2 separate regions of the Rattus norvegicus genome follow, and region 2 is linked to region 1. Evidence: chromatin contacts called from public Hi-C data. All regions are on one chromosome and are shown on one strand. The core of a region is the stretch at or near the end of the contact, and the rest is flanking DNA. Distances in the headings are between cores, read along the strand shown.

The links. A called contact is a pair of places that touch in the nucleus more often than the background predicts.
Region 2: a Hi-C map of liver shows a contact between it and region 1, with 2.9 times the contacts expected there. The contact joins the promoter of Oxnad1 here to the enhancer-like site in region 1. A contact is called at or near these places in 9 of 12 Hi-C or Micro-C datasets (the A7r5 cell line, the Rat2 cell line, Schwann cells and 4 more).

The regions. Positions count from the first base shown.
Region 1 is chr16:7,155,452-7,159,166 of GRCr8, forward strand. No RefSeq gene overlaps it. Among named protein-coding and RNA genes, the nearest start is that of Galnt15, 76 kb to the right of the region's middle. Within about 2 kb of position 1,935, at least 3 of the 93 cell types and tissues checked have an H3K27ac peak or open chromatin away from gene starts, as enhancers often do. A contact at or near this core is called in liver, where this site is marked.
Region 2 is chr16:7,297,998-7,301,712 of GRCr8, forward strand. It overlaps Oxnad1 (oxidoreductase NAD-binding domain containing 1), which reads left to right and starts at 1,758. Exons shown (of 8, transcript NM_001107295.1): 1 at 1,758-1,956. The coding sequence starts at 1,893. Dph3 (diphthamide biosynthesis 3) reads right to left here and starts at 1,999. Exons shown (of 3, transcript NM_001134850.1): 1 at 1,800-1,999; 2 at 1,318-1,392. The coding sequence starts at 1,907.

The DNA of each region.
Region 1 (3,715 bases), core at 685-3,184:
CATAAAGTTTGTTTCCTTCTACTTTACTGCATTTTGCAAACCGTATGCTTTCACATTCATGCACATAGAGTGGGTATGCGGGAAGGGCACATTTTACAATGGCACGTCACTGCGTGTCTCTTCCCGCCATAACTCTGTGGTCCTTAGCATCCTGTCATTAGCTGGCAATTTTCTGCGGTGGGGAGACTTAAGCCGTAAGATATTTATGTTCTGCAGTTGTACAGACACCAGAGAGGATCAACTTAGCACGACGAAGGTTTACGTTAGGATGGTTCCAGCTGTGATTAGCTGGCCTCTTGGGCCTATAGCAGCACAGCATGCGGAGGGGGTGGGTTGTGTGTTGGAAGAAAAGCAGTTGTCTCTGCATTGCTGGCAAAGCAGAGAAAGAGGATGAGATCAGGGTCCCACAGTCCCCAGTGAGGGCCTGTCTCCAGGGACCTAAACGCCTCTCACTGGGCCCCACCATTTAAGTGTCTAACATCTCCCAATGGGCCCAGCTGCAGAACCAAGCTGGTAACGCATGGGCCTTTGTGGGACATTCAAGATCCAAACACCAGCTCTGGTAGGGGCCCCTGCAGGTAAGATCTGCTTGCTTGTTTCTTTGTTTTGTTTTTCTCTTTAAAATTGACTTGTATGTTTGTGTGCACATGTGTGTGTGCACACCACATGTCTGCTTGGTGCCCAACTGGGCCAGAAGAAGGCATCAGATCCCATGTAACTGGAGTTACAAGTGGTTATGAGCTGTCCTGAAGATGCTGGGAATTGAACCCATGACCTTTGCAATGCTCCTAACCACTGAACCATCTCTCCAGTCTCAGGTTCTGTCCTGTTTAGAGAGCTGGTTGCTAAGCATTGAGCATCAAGCTGCTGGCTTAGGAGCATGTGAGTAGGCCTCATGTCTCTTTCTCCATCTCTCTTATTTCCTGAGTGTGTGTGTGTGTGCGTGTGTGTGTTTCCACAAAAGAGGAAGAAAAAGGAAATCATACAGCAGTTTCCTATAAACAAGTAGGAGAAGTAAACCAGCTGTAAGGTGTGGGCTTGCAACCCCTACTCAAGAGAGTTCAAGGCCAGCCAAAGCAGTTTCCCAGACCCTGACTCAAAATGAAAAGAAGTGAGCTGGCGGTGTGGCTCAGTGGTGCATGTTCAGGACCCCACGCTCAATCTTGGAAGAAAAATAAAAAAGAAGAGTACATGGTGTCTCGCAATCATTGTTAACAGAGGTGAAAGGATTTTCTTGTGGTAAACACAAGGGTTTGAACTTTCCCTTTATAAACAGACAGTATTTCAAGTTTGTTGACCTTTTTCCTGATAAGAGTGAGGTCAGTAAAATGCACCTAAAAGACAAAGGCTTGTCCTTTCAAAGAAAGGCTACATTGCAACAGAGTGAAAAGACTGAGAGCCTTTAAATAAACTCACACTTTGGGGAGAGGATGAGGGATGACTGCCATCGGATTGGCCCATGATGCGTTTTCTTAATTGCTAATTGGTGTAGGAGGGCGTGGCCCATGGTACCATCGCTGGGTGGGCCTGGCTCCATGATAAAGCTAGCCAATCACCAACTAGGGCAAGCCAACGTTTATCCCTTCACGGTCTCTGCTTCGAGGTCCTTAATGGGCTGTAATCTATGAGCCAAATAAACCCCCTTTCTCCCTGAGTTGGTTTTGCTCAGTGTTTTATCAAAACTTGCAAACCAAAGTAGGACACCTTACAAGAATCTAAAATAAACCAACTTGTTTCCAGTATGAAAAGATAAGGCCTTCGAACTGTTTTACAGAACCAGCCAGTAGGCATCAGGAACCATGGGGGCTGTTAGCTGACTCCCAAGTAAGGCGGCCGCTTGTGGGTGAGTAACACAAGTCCGGAACTTGTAGTCCTTTCCCAAGGGCTGAGACGATAAGTGTTGCCAGGAAGGGTCTGGTGTAAGCGTGTCCTCCAGAGGTCCAGCTGCTGGAAGTTCGCACTCAGGGTCAGCTGATAAAGGTGCCTGATGTCCAGCCTGTGGGGTGTGGAGAGAGAACTACTCATGAAACTATCTTCTGAGCTACACACACACACACGCACACACACACACACACTCACACACACACACACCACACACACATACAAACATACACACACACTCACACACACTATACATATATCCACATACACTCACACACACACTACACATACACACACACTCACACACACTCACACACACTACACACACATACAAACATACACACACACTCACACACACTATACATATATCCACATACACTCACACACACACACTACACACACATACACACACACTCACACACACTATACATATATCCACATACACTCACACACACACTACACACACATACACACACACTCACACACACTATACATATATCCACATACACTCACACACACACACTACACACACACATACACACACACTCACACACACTACACACACTCACACACTACACATATATCCACATACACTCACACACACATGTACAAACACACACACACTCACACACACATATTCAAACACTCACTCACACACACAAACACACTCACACACTACACAATCTACACACATACATATACAAACACACACTACACAAACACACACTACACACACATGCACACACACTGTACATATCCACATACATGTGTGCGCAAGCATGTGCGCGCGTGTGCGCAAACACACACACACACACACAAAGATACACATACATACCACAGGCACACAAAATATATAAAAAAAAGTATAAGTAAACATTAAGGATAGACCCCTAGATATTTTTGTTGATGAGAACATGCTTTAAAAAGTGGTAATATGGCTGGGGATTTAGCTCAGTGGTAGAGTGCTTACCTAGGAAGCGCAAGGCCCTGGGTTCGGTCCCCAGCTCCGAAAAAAAGAACCAAAAAAAAAAAAAAGTGGTAATATTAGCTTAGGGACAATCTGAAATGCAGCTGTGACACAAAATCTTTTTGTTATCAGATCCAAGCACATTTGGATCTTAGCTTCCTCCCTCCTCCTCCCACCTCGAGTCCACTGCAATGACTGTGCATGCTGACAGGCCCTGAGTTCCTAACCTCTGCCACCCACCCCTAGTCCAACCTGCCCTTCAGAGCTCAGTTTGGGGCCTTTCTCCTGATGAGAACAGTCAGACACTGGGCTGTGTGTATTTTCTGCATACACCTGTAAGACATTGGTCCCTTGCTTTTGTAATCATCTACCATTTAATTATCTACGACCCTTGAGGGTCCTGCTCTATCTTATGGCTTTATTTTAAAAATAATTCTGTTTTTAATTTGACACGCGTGTCATTATGTGACCCAGGCTGGCCAGCCATCCCAGTCTGCCTCACATCCTGGCACAGAGAGCAGCATTCTGACTTTGCCCTAGGACTCTGTGATGTGTTATTTGTGCAATGGCCACCAGAGGGCAACAGAAGCACAGAGTCTAGTTAATTCTATCCATCTAGAAGAACTGTGGGTGGTGGATTATAAGATTATTTTAGTGCTGGAAGGGAAGTCTAGTGGTCACACAAGGCTCAAAAAGATGAACGCGTCTAAAAATGTTCTTGTTCCCTGTGAAGCAAACTGAGCGTGCCCAGATCCTCCTCCTTGACGTGGAGCTGAACCTGTCTTTAAAAACATGTCTACCATCTTTTCTTCTTGAACTGGGGATGTTCAGGGGTGTGCCCACCTAGTGAGCTTTTATACATGGCTC
Region 2 (3,715 bases), core at 508-3,007, 140 kb after region 1:
AGATTCCCTAGGACTGGAGTTGCAGGTGGCTGGAAGCCCCCATGTGGAAGATGTAAATGCCCACTCCTTTGGAAGCTCTTAGCCACTAATCCATCTCCCCAGACCCAATAACGCTTTATTTTTGTACAGAGAACTGGTGTCTAAAAGTATGCTGGTGTTTAGCCCTAAGGCCACTAGTTAATAAGCAGTGTCACATAAATATCTTAACTAGGGAGCCACCAGTTCCCAGAAATAAACATGTCACGCCTTCCAAGGTTTTACATTAATCAGTTCAATATCTGGTCATTCAAATACATAAGCTCTTCAAATGAGTAATAAAAAGAATGTCTCTGTGTTTCCCAACACAGACCTCCAATAGTAATTATTTGTAAATGAAGTCCAGGCTCTGATCTTTCATCCTGGCTTATTCCAGCGACCACAAGAACTTTCCCAGTCACTGCACATCTCCTACAGAGTGATCCCCCACAGAGTCAGCCCCTAGCCTGTCCCTGTTGGTCTTTGTCCCATAAACCATTTTAATATAAAAATGAATCATTACATTTTATTGTCTAAATTAATAACAGCTTCTCCCACAAAGTTCTGTGTTTTGTCCAACACTCATTTTAGAATTTACCCTTCAGACTCCAAAGCTCTACCTAAACTTTGGGTGGGAAATAAAGGCATTTACCCCTTTCCTATTGCCATTCTTACTGGATACAAAGGAACATGAAACTGTAACACTGCATCCAGGAATTATATCTCAAACTGGGTAGATTCTATACATAAGCCAGGCAATCAATATCATGCAATCTTCTAAAAATGTCCTAGAGCTCTGAACAAACTAAACTAAATATTAAATGCACGAGAAATCTCAAAAGGAAGAACATCAATGAAATAACCTTCATGATAATTTTTTATTCCTGATTAAGTCGCCAATTTCATTACAAAGCAATTTCTTTATTGCTCCTTCCAAAGTGATCATAAGTTACATAATTTAAACTTGAACAAGATTAGCAAACAGTTACTGGCAATTTTTAAAGGCTTTGTAAAAATAGCCCTTCGTTTAGCACAGGGTTAAGAAACACTCTTCTAGGCTGGGTGTGGTGGTGTATACCTATAATCCCAGCTTTTGTGATGCAAAGCAGGCAAATCTCTGTGAACTCAAGGCCAGCCTGGTCCACATAGTGAGTCCCAGTACAGCCAGGGCTACATAAAGTCCCTGTCTCAACAAACAAACAAACAAACACCCAACACTCTTCCACACTTTTATATCAGACAGGCTGCTTTAGGCCTTTGTCATTAGCTCACACCACCCATCCCTTTTAATAGACCCCTTACTTTGTCATAAATCACTTTTATAATGAGTGAGCAGCTAGGACACGTTGCCACATCTTCTCCATTTTCCAAATCTTCCTACAACGCAATCAAACAACATGTAGTCAGCATCGCCTTTCGTCAACTTCCCACAAACCTCTCCTACGTCTATGTACAAGTCTTTGGTTAGGTAACAGCACAAAAAACTTTCCCCCAAGTCTCATCTAGGGAAACAACAAGGGAGATTAGGTTGGTTCGATCGCCTCCAAAACCCTGGGGTACAAAATCGAGTTCTCTTCTTTAAAAAAACCTCCCAGGAAAAAAAGATTCTAAAGGTGGGGCTAGGGAGAACAGCGCCAGTAACCAGACCCTGTATCCTTGACAGCTCAGGTTACTACTTTAGGGGCGGAGGTTCAGAAGAACACGTGGATGACTGAGCCTTCCCAGGGACGCCGGAAGCGAAAATGCGCAAGCTCTAGGAGTCGCCGGCCAGCCCTTTAGAGTACCTTGGTGATGGAGAAGTTATCCCCACAGGGGCAGGGGTAGAAATACGTCTCTGTGTCCTCGTCATATTGAAAGTCCTCGATCTCCACCTCGTCATGAAACACCGCCATGGTCACCCGGTCCGGACCGCATCAGTTTGCCTAGCTGCGCCCAGGCAGGGTAGGCCCGGGCGGCCCTCCCTGGAGCAGGAACAGTCACTTCCGGACGCACAGGCGATGACGTAACTTCCACCGCCGCGGCCAAATGGGTGACCTGGTCGCGGTCACCATGGAGATAGCGCTGGAAAGATGGCGCTTCCTGCGCAGCAGGGTTGCGCAGTTCTACGTCCACGGCTGCCAACGACCAATAGGGTGAAGGGCTCCCGCACATGGGGGCTACGTCACTTCTGGGCCCGGGGAGTTTGGGCTTGGGATATAAACGAGTGTTTTATGCTGGTGGTGTCGTGTCCTCCATCGCTGACTTCAGAGAACATTTAAAGAGTTGATAGAGGCTACTCCCTCTTAAGAGGGGGTCAGTGAGACTCAGGGAGCCACACAGCGTCCTCTCCAGTCCTCCTCGACACACAGCGCTCCTGCAGTAGCGTTTCAGGCGACCTTGAGCTCTGAGTGACGCCTGGCCTGTTATGAGTTCCTGCCTGCAGGTACACCGCTACCTCTCTCACCCCAGCCACCTTCTGATACCCCGATTGTGTTGTAGAGGACCAAGATCTGCAAGACAGGGACGAGTTCTAGCCGTATTTTCAATATTCACTGCAGTGGCGGGTGCAGTAGCCATAGAAACATCACTTTTAATTATTGGGGTTTTTTTTTGTGGGTCGCCTATGCGTTAAATGTAAGTCTGTTGATCCTGGGGTTCAAAAATCCATTTTATCCATTCTTAACATAGATTCAGAGACTGGCATCTTGCCCCAGATTACATACCTAGGCCATAACGAAGGACTTGGCTGTCTCTAAAGCCAAGTTCTTTATGTGAACTTTAGTTCTTGGTAAAAGGAATGGTGTCCCTGGTAGTGTAGTCAGCGTGCAGCCTCTTCTTAGAAGCTAGAATCGAAATGCAGATGAGAAGCGCTTTGTTCTGAAAGCTGCGAGGGCTTGTTTGGGTTATGGCCAGGGACTTTAGAGCATTGTTGTAATTATTACTAAGCAAGTACTCATCTCACTGGAGGAGTGCAGTGTAACTGGATCAGAGTCTGACGTGAAAGGCTAGAAAATTACGGTTTTTTTGGTTCTTACTTCCTCTTCTGAGAATAGATCCTTTGGAATCCAACATTTGCACAAGAATTAACAGTTCAGCAATCACCTTTAGCTTATGTAGTTTACATTTCTAATGGATGCTGTATTTAAGTATGTACAGTTGTTTGCATGTTACCAACTTTGTGCATGTTGAAAGGACACTATACTTTGAAGCCTTTTTGAAGTGTGAAAACCTAAAGGCAGAAAAGCCTTTGGGAGGAAAAATCCAGAACTTAAACAAGTGTATGGAAGGTTGTCTCAAAGATCTCACTTCCTTTTTTTTTTTTTTTTTAACATAATTGGAGATCTACACAGCAATTAGATATTTGTAGCCTGTCTGAGTAGAAGAGAAATCCGGTGGAAGTCTTGTAAATATAAATACTTCACAGGTAGCCTCTGGGACACAGGAAGGAAACTGATTTTCTAGTGTCTATTTTCTGTTCAGATGATCTTTAGTTCTTCTGAGCCATTCTTGAATGTGCAGAAATGGATGCAGCTGTTGGTAGGGAATGGCTTGGCAAGTATATCGATCTGTAACCCTGCACTGATGCAAGCAGGGACAGAGGCACAGAGACGGGTGGATCCCTGGAGCACAGTGGCCAGCGAGTGGGTGAGCTCCACGTTCGGGAAGAGGCTATCGCCACGTGAGGCTCATAGTGTGTATAAGTTGTTAGGTCTTTTATTTA